Regions from separate parts of the Anas platyrhynchos genome. Here region 1 is linked to region 2. The links are chromatin contacts, called in public Hi-C maps. All regions are on one chromosome and are shown on one strand. Each heading gives the region's core, a stretch centred on a gene start, on an enhancer-like site or on the middle of the called end of the contact. The rest is flanking DNA. Distances are from core to core; before and after follow the strand shown.

What was found. A called contact is a pair of places that touch in the nucleus more often than the background predicts.
Region 1: a contact with region 2 is called in a Hi-C map of subcutaneous adipose tissue, with 1.8 times the contacts expected there. The contact joins the promoter of POLQ here to the enhancer-like site in region 2. A contact is called at or near these places in 2 of 8 Hi-C or Micro-C datasets (skeletal muscle and subcutaneous adipose tissue).

Annotation. Positions count from the first base shown.
Region 1 is chr1:84,154,679-84,159,873 of IASCAAS_PekinDuck_T2T, reverse strand. It overlaps POLQ (DNA polymerase theta), which reads right to left and starts at 1,607. Exons shown (of 30, transcript XM_027449663.3): 1 at 1,417-1,607. The coding sequence starts at 1,579. METTL16 (methyltransferase 16, RNA N6-adenosine) reads right to left here. Exons shown (of 9, transcript XM_005014969.6): 7 at 4,569-4,658; 8 at 3,503-3,676; 9 at 2,061-3,409. The coding sequence ends at 2,792.
Region 2 is chr1:84,094,135-84,099,870 of IASCAAS_PekinDuck_T2T, reverse strand. It overlaps TRIM45 (tripartite motif containing 45), which reads right to left. Exons shown (of 6, transcript XM_027449688.3): 2 at 4,141-4,874; 3 at 3,419-3,548; 4 at 1,394-1,508; 5 at 1,054-1,180; 6 at 522-841. The coding sequence ends at 693. Among named protein-coding and RNA genes, the nearest start is that of TRIM45, 4.2 kb to the right of the region's middle. Within about 2 kb of position 2,375, at least 3 of the 8 cell types and tissues checked have an H3K27ac peak or open chromatin away from gene starts, as enhancers often do. A contact at or near this core is called in subcutaneous adipose tissue, where this site is marked.

The DNA.
Region 1 (5,195 bases), core at 358-2,857, 61 kb before region 2:
TTGTTGTAACAGTGGAAGGGCAAGGTAGATCAGAAAAACACTGCCTGCTTATGCTTGTAGTACTATGTACTGTGTAGCATCTAGAACTTATATTCAACATATGAAAAACTGCAACAACCTTCCTGAGGTTAACCCCAACCTAGCAATCACTGGTACTTGACCACTGTCCTGTGCACAAATACATAAAAAAGATGATATAGCTCAGCTCTGTGATAATCAAAACACTATACAAATACTGAACAAAACATTCAGCACTATTGGAAGTGAATAACAGCATGCCACAAGGAGAACAGGCTTCCCATGGGGCATTTAAAGGAGATCGGGTTTGTCTGTCCTTGACTGCCACCAGCGTGGCAGAATTAGGATTTGTAACCCTATAAAAGAGTAAAACAAAATGCACAAAGGGATCTCAAGCTTCTTTCCTAAAGTTAAAAACAGTGAACTATGTGTAAAAAGACAGCATGAGTAAAGGATTACATGATTCTAATGTTGGAAGAATACCTTGAGATTAGCACTGAACATAAGTTTCAAAACTTGTGCCTTAGGAAACAAGTTTTAAAGACCCATGTATACAAGCGCAATACTGCACTAACCTCTGTAACGTACTAGAAAAATGCTAAGAAAGTCAAAATGAGGATGAGACACACTGCTGGATTTAAAGACTGGGCATTTAGACGCATCTGAAGGAAAACCCTTGCAGAACCTGGGGTGAGGGGGACACACTGAGTCCTGGAGGTGTCCTGAGGAGACACGCACATCGCCTCGCTCAGCTCCATTCACAGGAGCTGACAAAACTGCATCTTGCAGCACGTAGCCACGCTGGGGAGAAGACGCTACCTGACTGCAGAAGCGGCTGGGAGATGTAAATCATTTAGAGAGTGATAAAAATATTGTGAGATGAAGTTACGAGCACCTGTGTCAAACGTTGCACATATAGGTGAGATATCACGCAAAACCACCACACTCCCCTGCCTTTGCAGGTATCAGGGCACTACGCAGGAACACTTAATGCCATGTTTTTATATCTAGTCCATTTCACCAGCTTCTTGTGCTCTTCAATCAACTCCAGCCAGGCGCTCCTCCCCGCACCCAGGCCATACGGATCGCTGTGCTGTGGCAGCACCTAGAGGCCAAGCCAAGCACAGGACCCGCGGTTGAGAGGCACCCAGCAGCACCGTGCCCGCCTCCAGCCGCCTCCCCTCACCTCCCCAGCGGGGCAGCAGAGCCGAGGAAGCCCCTCGGAGCCCCAACGCACCCCCCGGCCCCAGAGCGCACCCCCAGCCGCAGCCCCTTCCCTTCCCCTCCCTCAGGGAGAACCGGGCAGCACCGGGCGCTCCCCCCTGCCCTGCCCGAGGGCTGAGGGCGCCCACAAGCCCAACGCGCCGCCGGCAGCCCCGCTGCCCTCCCAGCCGCTACCTGGAGAGCCGCTGCCGTGCAGGGAGCGCTGGAGGCCGGGCGGGGGGCTCAGCACGGCCGGGCTGGGGGCATGGGGGCTGAGCGGTGCCCCCCTCCCCGCCCTGGGGGCAGCGGCCGCCCCGCCGCCGTTAGCGGGGGCGCCGCCATCTTCCCGCCGCGCCATTCAAACGGCGGCCTCTGCCCCCAGCGGCCGCAGCGCGCGGCTCCCTGAGGTGTTTTTTTTCTTCCCGTCCGTTCCACAAAAACAAATTCGGTCCCAGTGATACCTTTTGCCTCTTCCTGGCATGCCCCAAACACTTTTGTGGAGCTGTACGCAAGTGTGACTTGAGATTCTTCCCTTATTGCTACAGACGCAATGACACTAACCCGCTTTTACACCAATGACGCCCTTTTAATTACTTTTCCTCCATCCTAATCGCTATTGGTTTTCTTTTTGGAAGTGTAACAGCTTTGGTTAAGCAGCACTGAGGAGTGTAAGCTACTCATGTTGTACAAGGGGAAGGTGGAGGTAATTAACGAAGCAGGACACTGCAGTCTGCCTCAGAATAACAAGTGCATCACAGGCACACGGGCTTACCTTGTGAGGCTTGTCATCCTTGCATAAAACAGGCTGAAAAGATAAGCACACGATAGCACAAACAGACTTGCCTTCTATGTTTTCAATAGGTCACCTAGCCAGAAATAATCTCCTCAGATTCTGAAGGTGTACAACTAATTTAACTTCTCCAGAGACATCAATATTTAGGCATTAGAATGAAGTTTATAGAAACCGGTGCTCACTTACAGTAAGCTCTTCAGTGTTTCAAAGCCCAAACACCAGAAAAATACATCGTATGTATTCTAAAGTGATTTTTCTAAAGTGATTTTTTATCTGATTTGATAGTTGGAGGATATATCCATCCTGCTGCTCTGTAGCCCAACAGGTAAATGCATTAAGGGAACAGAGGCATACTTAAACCCTCAGCTGAGGACTCAGCTGCAGACGGCAATTCCCAAAGCAGGTAACAATTTCCTGCATTAGTTTGAAAAAGATTGAAGAAAATGTTTCAGTAAAGATTCCTACTTGGTAACAATATATATATATATATCTTTTGCATCAGAAAAAAAGACCAGAATGAGCACTGTTGATATTCGAAATGGTCACAGTATAGACACGTTGCACTGTAACATTTTGTTTTACAACTGAAGCACAAGAGATACTATTTCCCAGCATTTCATTGGACATGAAGTGATATTTCATGTACTCCTTGCACGTTTAAAAAAATATATTTAAAATATCTCCACTTTACTATTTTTTTTTTCTGACTGAAAATGTTAAACCATTACAAAGTTTACAAAATTTGAGGACTCATTCTACCAAAGTGGGGAAAAAGGGCTAACTAGCAACTAGTCGAAGAATTTGGTTCCGTAAGTATGTGCACAGCTGGTTCATCAAGTCTCTGTTCTGTCCTTCAACCCAGTGCATTTCTACTAGTACATCGTTTCCTTCTTTCTTCACATTCATTAAACACTTGAAAAGAAAACATCTACTAGTTTCTTTAGGACTCTGCCCTTTTTCAACTGCTGGATTGCCAGCTTCCTCTGAAGGCTGAGGTTCCTCCTTCGCATTACTGGAACCTTTGTTACATGACGTTTCTGCCTGCTTTGCTTCTGTCTCCTCCTCCTCCATGTGCGCACTATGTTCTTCTTTGGCAGCAGATTCTTCCGTTAGCTTGTCATCTGCGGTCAAGTGGACATCCTCATCGGGTGCCATAAACCCTGTTTCAGAGTCTTCAGTCTTGGGTTTTTCACAGTCCGAACTGTTGCTCACACTTTTCTGGCCGTTTTTTTCCTCTTCCATTGCTTGAAGAACATCTTCAGAAGCTCGAGGAAGTTCTCGTAATTGCCTTACTCTCTCTCGCTTCTTTCTCCTCAAATGAATCCAGGAGTTTTCAATGGCAGTCACAAACAGGCTAACTTCATCTTTTCCACAGGGAACACGTTTATGCTGAACCTATTGCAGAAGACAGCAGAAGTTCATATTATCCCTTCAGAGTTATGCTTTAAAGCAAGATGTTGTTCTACCATCTAATACTTAATATTTTACCTTCAGATCAGCAAGAATCTTCTCTACCCAGGCTCTAACAACAGCAATGGCTTCTACAGCATCCCAGCCCATAGCTGCAGCTTTGGTGGATAACTCGTTGACTGTAGAAGCCAAGACCGTAAATGTAATTGGTTTCCGAGGTTTTTCTAATTTTCTTCTTTTAGAGGGAGGTGACTAGAAGAAAGAAAACCAGCATTAACACCAAAAAGTTACAATGCTGTGCAGTATTAGTGAGATGACATTTGTACTCAGAATACATGTGGATTAAGAGTATGGCCACTAAATTGTCACTGACATAGCCTGTGCTCCACTTCACTACAAGGAGTTATTAGAAACCTCTGACAGGGGCATGATGGACAGAGGGAGGGATTTTATCTTCAGATGTTAAGCAAAAAGCCTTTTTGGTTCTTTCAAACTATTATCCCTCTGTGTACTGACACAGTGTGGCTGCTCTGGGGAACCCACACCTGATTTCTATTCCTAAGATCCACATCATGATCCAAGTTTACTGAATGTTTACTTGGAAGATCTTCTCTAAGGTTGGTTATTCCCTATACTTATTTTCCAGTATGCATTCATTTGTATCAAAAAGCAACTGACTCCCCTTACTGAAAGTTGACAGGCTCCATTTACAATCATGTAGGCAGGTCTAAAGCAGCTAAAAGTGTTTTTATCTATTTGGTAATGATCTATATGTCAACTTAAAAACAAGTTCTCAGAGGGAAATTTCAAGTTCAAATCTAGGCCAAACCTCAGTGTAGTTTTAGTATTACTAAACAGCTTTTTGAATTGTCTTATAAGTGACCCTTACGTTCACTGAAACACACAGGAATTCCCTGAAGGCTTCTTTTTTCCTCCCTAAACACAGATACACATGAATTGTCGGAAACACCAGCCAACAGACTGGGAGCCAAGACAGAAATGCCACTGTCCACACAGCCCAGCCCATCAATATTCCATTCTGAAGAACAGCTTGTTTCCCAGCAGGTGCATTCACAGCCCATGAGGCACTTCCTCAGATAAGAGGCCCAGACAATCACAAGCCAGCCAAAATCAAGCTACTTACAGGTACTTGTACGTCATCATAGAAACTCCATGCCAGTGCCCATCTCATGGTGCGTCCTTGACAGAATTCTGTGTGAGTAACTTTAGGAACCTATGCAAAAACAGCAATATAAAACTTTATTTCATATCAATAATAAACATTGTTCTACTTCACAGATTTTCAAACTAAATGAATTTAACATAATTATTTTCTCATGACAGGAATGGAGATTCCTTCTGGCGTAGTTCATAGATGTTATTGCCACTTAAAGCTGGCCAGTACCCAGGCTCATACCCATAACCACGATTTCCCACCTGTGCCTTTCGAGGGCTCCTAGTTCAAGTTCAGAAACACGCAACACTAGTCTTTCTGTGCAGTGATCCTGCACACATCTGCACTCTGTCTCTGGAAAAACACATCCTTTCTCCTTATTCAGGACCTGCTCCTGTTCCACATTCGAATGCTGAACCCATTGCTGTAGCAAAGGAACACAGAACAAAGGGAACGAAGGGCTGGGAACCCAGGCCCTTCACTGTCTGCAGATGGCAGAAACGTGCTCAGTAACATTTCTCTCTCTCTTTTGCCAAAAAAAAAAAAATCAAGTTTGAACTTATACTGTCTTTAAATATAAAACTTAGATCCAATGAT
Region 2 (5,736 bases), core at 1,126-3,625:
CCATGGAGAACACGCAGACCAAGTGAATTACATTCTAGTTCCTGTGCTCATCAGTGCCGTGGGTTTTTCTTGAATTTTTCAGTTAAATTACTGATCTGCCTTGCTCCTACTTTGCAGGGAGAGTGTAACGAGACTACAGCTCACCTGGAGAAAACAAGAGAGCTGCAAACACAACAGATCCCAGGAGTGCGACTGTGCTATATGCACACATTCGAGGCCAGAACCCAGCCAGGTACCTGAGGGGGAGGCAGAGGCCGCACTGAGGCTGCCAAGCCTCTCCCAAGCACGAACACAAAGACTGGAATGCGCCCCAACAAGCAGCTTTGGCCTCTGGAGAAGGACAGCAGACTGCTGATCCCACAGAATGAGGTACACCTTGACCCTCCTGTGAGGTAACTGCTCAGACCGAGTTTCCCCTCAGAGGCTGAACCCACAGGTCCTGAGTCCTCAAAAGTGCGGGCATCAGTACAACTCCTGGAATTTGCTCCTGTTCGGGCACAAAACAACCTTGCACACACAACCCCAGGCGGAACAAAAGGCACAATTTTATTTTCCCTCATCCCATTCCTCAGTTCACACCCGTCGCACTGTGTATTTTCTGGCAACAAGGCTCTGTAGTGATTGTGGGGATCTTTGTGGCTTGCGTTCATCCACCAGGAAGGACCTGAGCTCCCAGGGGCTCACCTGGCTGCTCAGAGTGCCACCGTCCTGAGCAAGCTCCTCTGTGAGCTGTCATTGGGTGGCCCCAAACACTCTGAGCTCTTTGTGACTTGTCCACAGCATGACCAGTGGGGACAGCCAGGGTGGCCTTTGTGCCCATGGCCACAGCCTTGGTAGCCACCTGCAAGAGAAAAGGCACCATCAGCTTGACCAAGAGGGGGTCAGAAAATCCCAATGTGCCACGAAGCGAGTGCTTCAGCCCCAGGACTTGTCTAAGAAAGGGAGGTACATGTGTATTTAAACCCAAAATTGCCAGGGTTCCATAAAAAAGGGGAATGACCAAACAAACAAACCCTCCTGATGTGAGCAGCACAGGGAAAGCTGCACGCTCACCTGGCATGGTCCCCCCACAGGCGCAGCGAGCGGCTTTCTGCCCTCCACTCGAGCAAAACGTGCAGCAGTGGAACACTCCTTGGTGCTTGCGGAACTTGCTTTTCACCGTCAGGGTGAATGGCGAGCCCTGCGGAGGACAAGCAAGCAGAGGATAATATCAGATGGTGTGTCTGCATTTGCAGAAAAACAACCGGGTGATCCTGTCGGTCACAGATCAATATGATCAGTTTTAACTGCCAAGCGATAGCAGCAATCCTTAGGAAGATTTTAAGCAAATACTTAGAAAGGAAAAAGTGTAAAGAAGAACCAATAAAAAAAGAAAAAAGAAAAGAAATGCTACCTGTACATGCTGCCCCTTCACACAGACGCAGACAGCATATAAGCCTGGCTCCTCAGGGCTGTAGGAAACATGGTAGGTCCCATCACCGTTATCACACACCGTTGGTTTGACTGCACTACGAACAGACAAAGAGGAGTCCCAGAGGTCACTGACTGGCAGAAAACTGCTCCCGAATTCACACATAAACCACTGTTTGGCCTAGATATGTGGTCGGCTCCTCATCCTCACCCATGTTCAGCAGCTGTGGGTCTCGAGTGAGCTCGACAGGATGCGTGAGCAATGCTCGAGCACTGAGCGGCTTTCACATACACCTGCTACCGGGAGCTGCAATAACCATGCAAAGGAAGTCACACAAAGCTAAGCTGTGCTGCAAGGATTTGTGGCAGCACTGAAAGAGCAGAAGGTGACTGACAGCACACTTGCAAACCAGATGATCCCATCTGATAAGAGCCCTCAGAAATGGGGTAAACTCAAAGCTTCAAAGAGCAGCTTGCCTCCAGGAGAGCCCATGAGGAAGACGTAAGGCAGGTTTGAGTCACTTCAACCACTACCCAACTGCATTGAGCCCAGCTTTTCTCTTCGACTCTCTGAGGAGTTCTAGGTCCTTGCTGGTGAATCCCCCCTTTCCCAAGTGAAGCTCACTAGGTTTTAAAGGGACGCTGGTGGACAGAGTGACAGGGAAAAAGCATCAGCTAGTTCCTTGGGAACTGATGGCCTGTTTCACAGGAAGAGCTTTCTGCAGAAAATTAGCAAGCAGCTCTGCGGAGAGGAGGTGTTCTCCCTACTCCTCACTAATTAGTCTCTTGTGCCCCGCGACATGAACGTCTTTAATCTTCCAGATTTGTAGGTTGTAATCCCCATCCCCCACCGCTTCACATCAGTACAGCTGCCTACATCATTTCCTGCCATGAACTGTGTGGTGACACTTCGTGCTCTTCAGTAGCTGCTGTGCCTCTCCCCAGAGCCAGACAGCTTTCAGCAACGGATGTAGCAACTGTACAAGCACAGGAACAAGAAACTGAGTTAATGTGGCCACAGCGACCTCTACCCCACAAAGCAAAATCCACATAAACCTCCTGTTTACACCTTCCCACAACACGAGCACACCTGACAGAGGAAGGTACGTTGGAACAACATTCTTGAACAATGATATTTTATTGACAGGCACCTGTGCACCCAGTAGTTTCTGTATGGCTCATCAATACTTCCCCATAGCAAGGAATTTTAGCGTCCTATCCCTTTTTCCATCAGGTCATCCCCCCAAGACTGAATCCTGGAACAAGTTAAGCTGGTTTCGTGCTCTAGCTGCAGTGTGTGCGCTATAAAACAGAACAGAAGCTTTTCTAAAGAACTGAACCCCAACTGATTCTGTTATTTGCATTAAGGTCTCGCTGCTTCAAAGAAGAAGCGTGGCATGGAAACAGTTACAAAATATTTTTCTGGTCGGTCATTTTCACTGTGGAAATGGGAGGTCAAGTGCAGCCTTCCCTGCTTGTGCTAGAAAACCTCCAAGCATGTTAAAGTGCTCAACACTTGCAACTACAGGAAGAAGCATGATGAAGTCCTAACAATGATCTTTTTTTTTCCCCAGAACGTTAATTTAAGCACTTCCATCAACTGCCAGAGGTTCCTGGGCTGAGTGGCCTGGCTGTCTAACTCTGATGTTGTTCTACACTCGTTAGGTATTAACAAAACAGGCGCCCTAGGTGTCTGCTGGTGGTGGTGTGGGGGAAGCAGCAACAGCTCGCTCTGACAATGTGCAATACCCACTGTGAACTGAAACCTTGAAGACTCGTTACAAGTGTGAGTCAAACTCCACACGGCTGTAAATGACCTCTAGGAAGCACTGCTATGCTGGTGGGAAGAACCGTCCTGCCTTTTCCCCTGCCTTTTCCCCCTCCAGATCATGACCCAGATGCTGAAGCACTTCCACCCACCTGCCCAAACGAGGAGGGAGCCAGGGGAAAGGAGACAGAAAAGCAAACCCACTGTCTGTGTTTTGTTTTTTTTTGCTGAAATACCCACCAATCCTTCTTGTCCTTGTGGGTGATGGTGACCCTGACGGCCTCTCCTCCCCTCCGCATCTGCTCTCCCGTGGTGTCATTGCAGAGCAGGGTAAAGCCAGTCAGCTCGTTCTGACGGGCGATGCAGAGATCTGCAAGGCAGAGAAACAGGACAAGAAAGGATTCAAAAGAGCCACAATTGCCACCTCCTGCCCACTTGGTAGCATTTCACTCCTATCAGAGCATACCCAGGGCTCTGCTGCTGGCTATACAGCTCCCTCCACCCACAGGAAAAAGCAAATGCACCGCTGGGGACCAGGAGAGTGCAGAGAGCCCTGTATGGACCACCCTGTATGGACCAGGGTGCTCATGGCCCAGCTGGAGACTTCCCACCTCCAGGTGCACTGTGCAAGCTGGGGGGAGCAGGAAGAGCCCCACCGTGCAGCATGGAGCCCTGGGAACCTCAGCGCTTACCCTTTGACATGGGAAGGAGTGAAGGAGCCCTGGGTCTGTCAGTGATGTTGCAGAGGGCGGCTGCAGCTGGCTCTCGGGCTCCCTGCTTGGCACAGCTCCTGTGGGATCTCATCCCCAGCAGCTGCCACCTCTAGCAGGGCTCCAGCCTGCTGCATCCCTCTGCCCCCCTGGCCTGCAGGGAGCCCCCGGCGCCTTAAGCCGCACGCTGCATGGGTACAGGGAACGGAGAGGTGACTTTAGGGAGCACTGAGCGGCACGGCACCCCATTACCTTCCCCGTGCAGGGTACACTTGGCTGGATCAACCACTTTATTGAGAATGGCCCCAAAAACCTCATAGCCGCAACATTGCCCTGCCCTCTCCTGGGGAGAGAACTGGATGCTGTCGTCCACGCTGGGGCGGGTGCTGTAGGTGACACTGTTCAGCTTCGCCAGCCGGCTTGCCACCACCCCTTTGGTGATGAGGATCTCCAGGTCCGAGCCGCTGCTCAGCAAGCGCTCCGTGAACTCCATGCCTGTCCTCATGTCCAGCAGCAGCTGCTGCAGCTGGGCCTTCTGCAAGTGCAGCAGGTTTTCCTTCTGCACCTTCAAGTCCTCCAGCTGCTTCAGCAGCCGCTCCCGGTGCTCCTCGATGGCTTTCACGTACCCGCTGGCAAACAGACAGATCTCTGCGGCCACGGCCTCTGCACGAACGCGGACGGCACTGCCCATGCCATCGATCTGGCTCAGCGCGTCCTCCAGGGTGCTCACGCGCTGCTGGGTGCTTTCCAGCAGCACCCGCAGGGAGTCCCCGTGCCTGTGGACAACGTTGCTGGCCAAGTCATAGGGGTGCTGCCGGTGCCTGTCCACGACACAGTCCCGGCACACGGGCTGGTCACACTGCTCGCAGAACAGCCGGAGCTCCTCCGATGGATGGGACGGGCAGAAAAGAGGCCTCCCAGCCTGGCCACAGTCCTTGCTGCTCTCCAGCTCTGTCACAGCATGAGAGGCAGTCTTCTTCTGTCTCCTAGAAGAGAGCAACCATGAATTTATGCACGTTGGACACGCAATGCAAGCACCCAAGACCCCTTGTGAACGCCGGTCTGTACAGACTGTGCGCTGCTCCCTCCTGCATCCCCTGAAATTCACTCTGCACGAAGGACCTGAGGACAAGGCTCTAGACAAAAGAGGACAGCATTTGCAAACAGCTCATTAGAGGCTGCTCCCTGGCTCCCTGTATGCTGTCAGCACAATTTTCAGACACAAGAACCGCGTGCCCCACCATTGCCACACAGAGACCAGGGAGCGGGCTGTCAGGCTGCTCCTGACAGCATCCCCTGCACAGAGCCTGACAGAAGTGGGGTTGCTGCAATTACCCCCAGAGCCTGCCGTGACAAAGGCAGCAGGTGGGTGATGTGGAAAGTCTTGAAACAGCGTTGCTCACCCACAGTCAGGTCTGGATAGGAACAGGCAGTGTCAGGTTCCTTAACTGTCAGCCCAATGATTTCCACCAGCTTTAAATGTGCTGAGGCAAATGAGCTCTAATAACCCTTAGGGAGAAATCTAGTTCAGGGAACAGCCGGACGACAGTCTGTTGGTAAAACATTGGTTATTACGAAAGTCAAACCCCATTTCCTTTCGCTGCCAGGTTAGACCCCACTCAATGGAGACCAAGGATTGGATACGAAGAGCCACCCACCGTGTGACAGGGCTGCAGGGGAGTATTTTCATTTTGTGCTGTTTTGAATGCCGTCAGCTGGTTACTGACCAGAACGTAAAAGCTGTCCCTCCTTCCTTGTCTCCTGCACTAATGACTACATGTGCAGAAGCTGACTTCTGGTAGTTGCAGAGGGAGCTCTGAGCCATAGGCAGAGAAACACCCTGAGGAC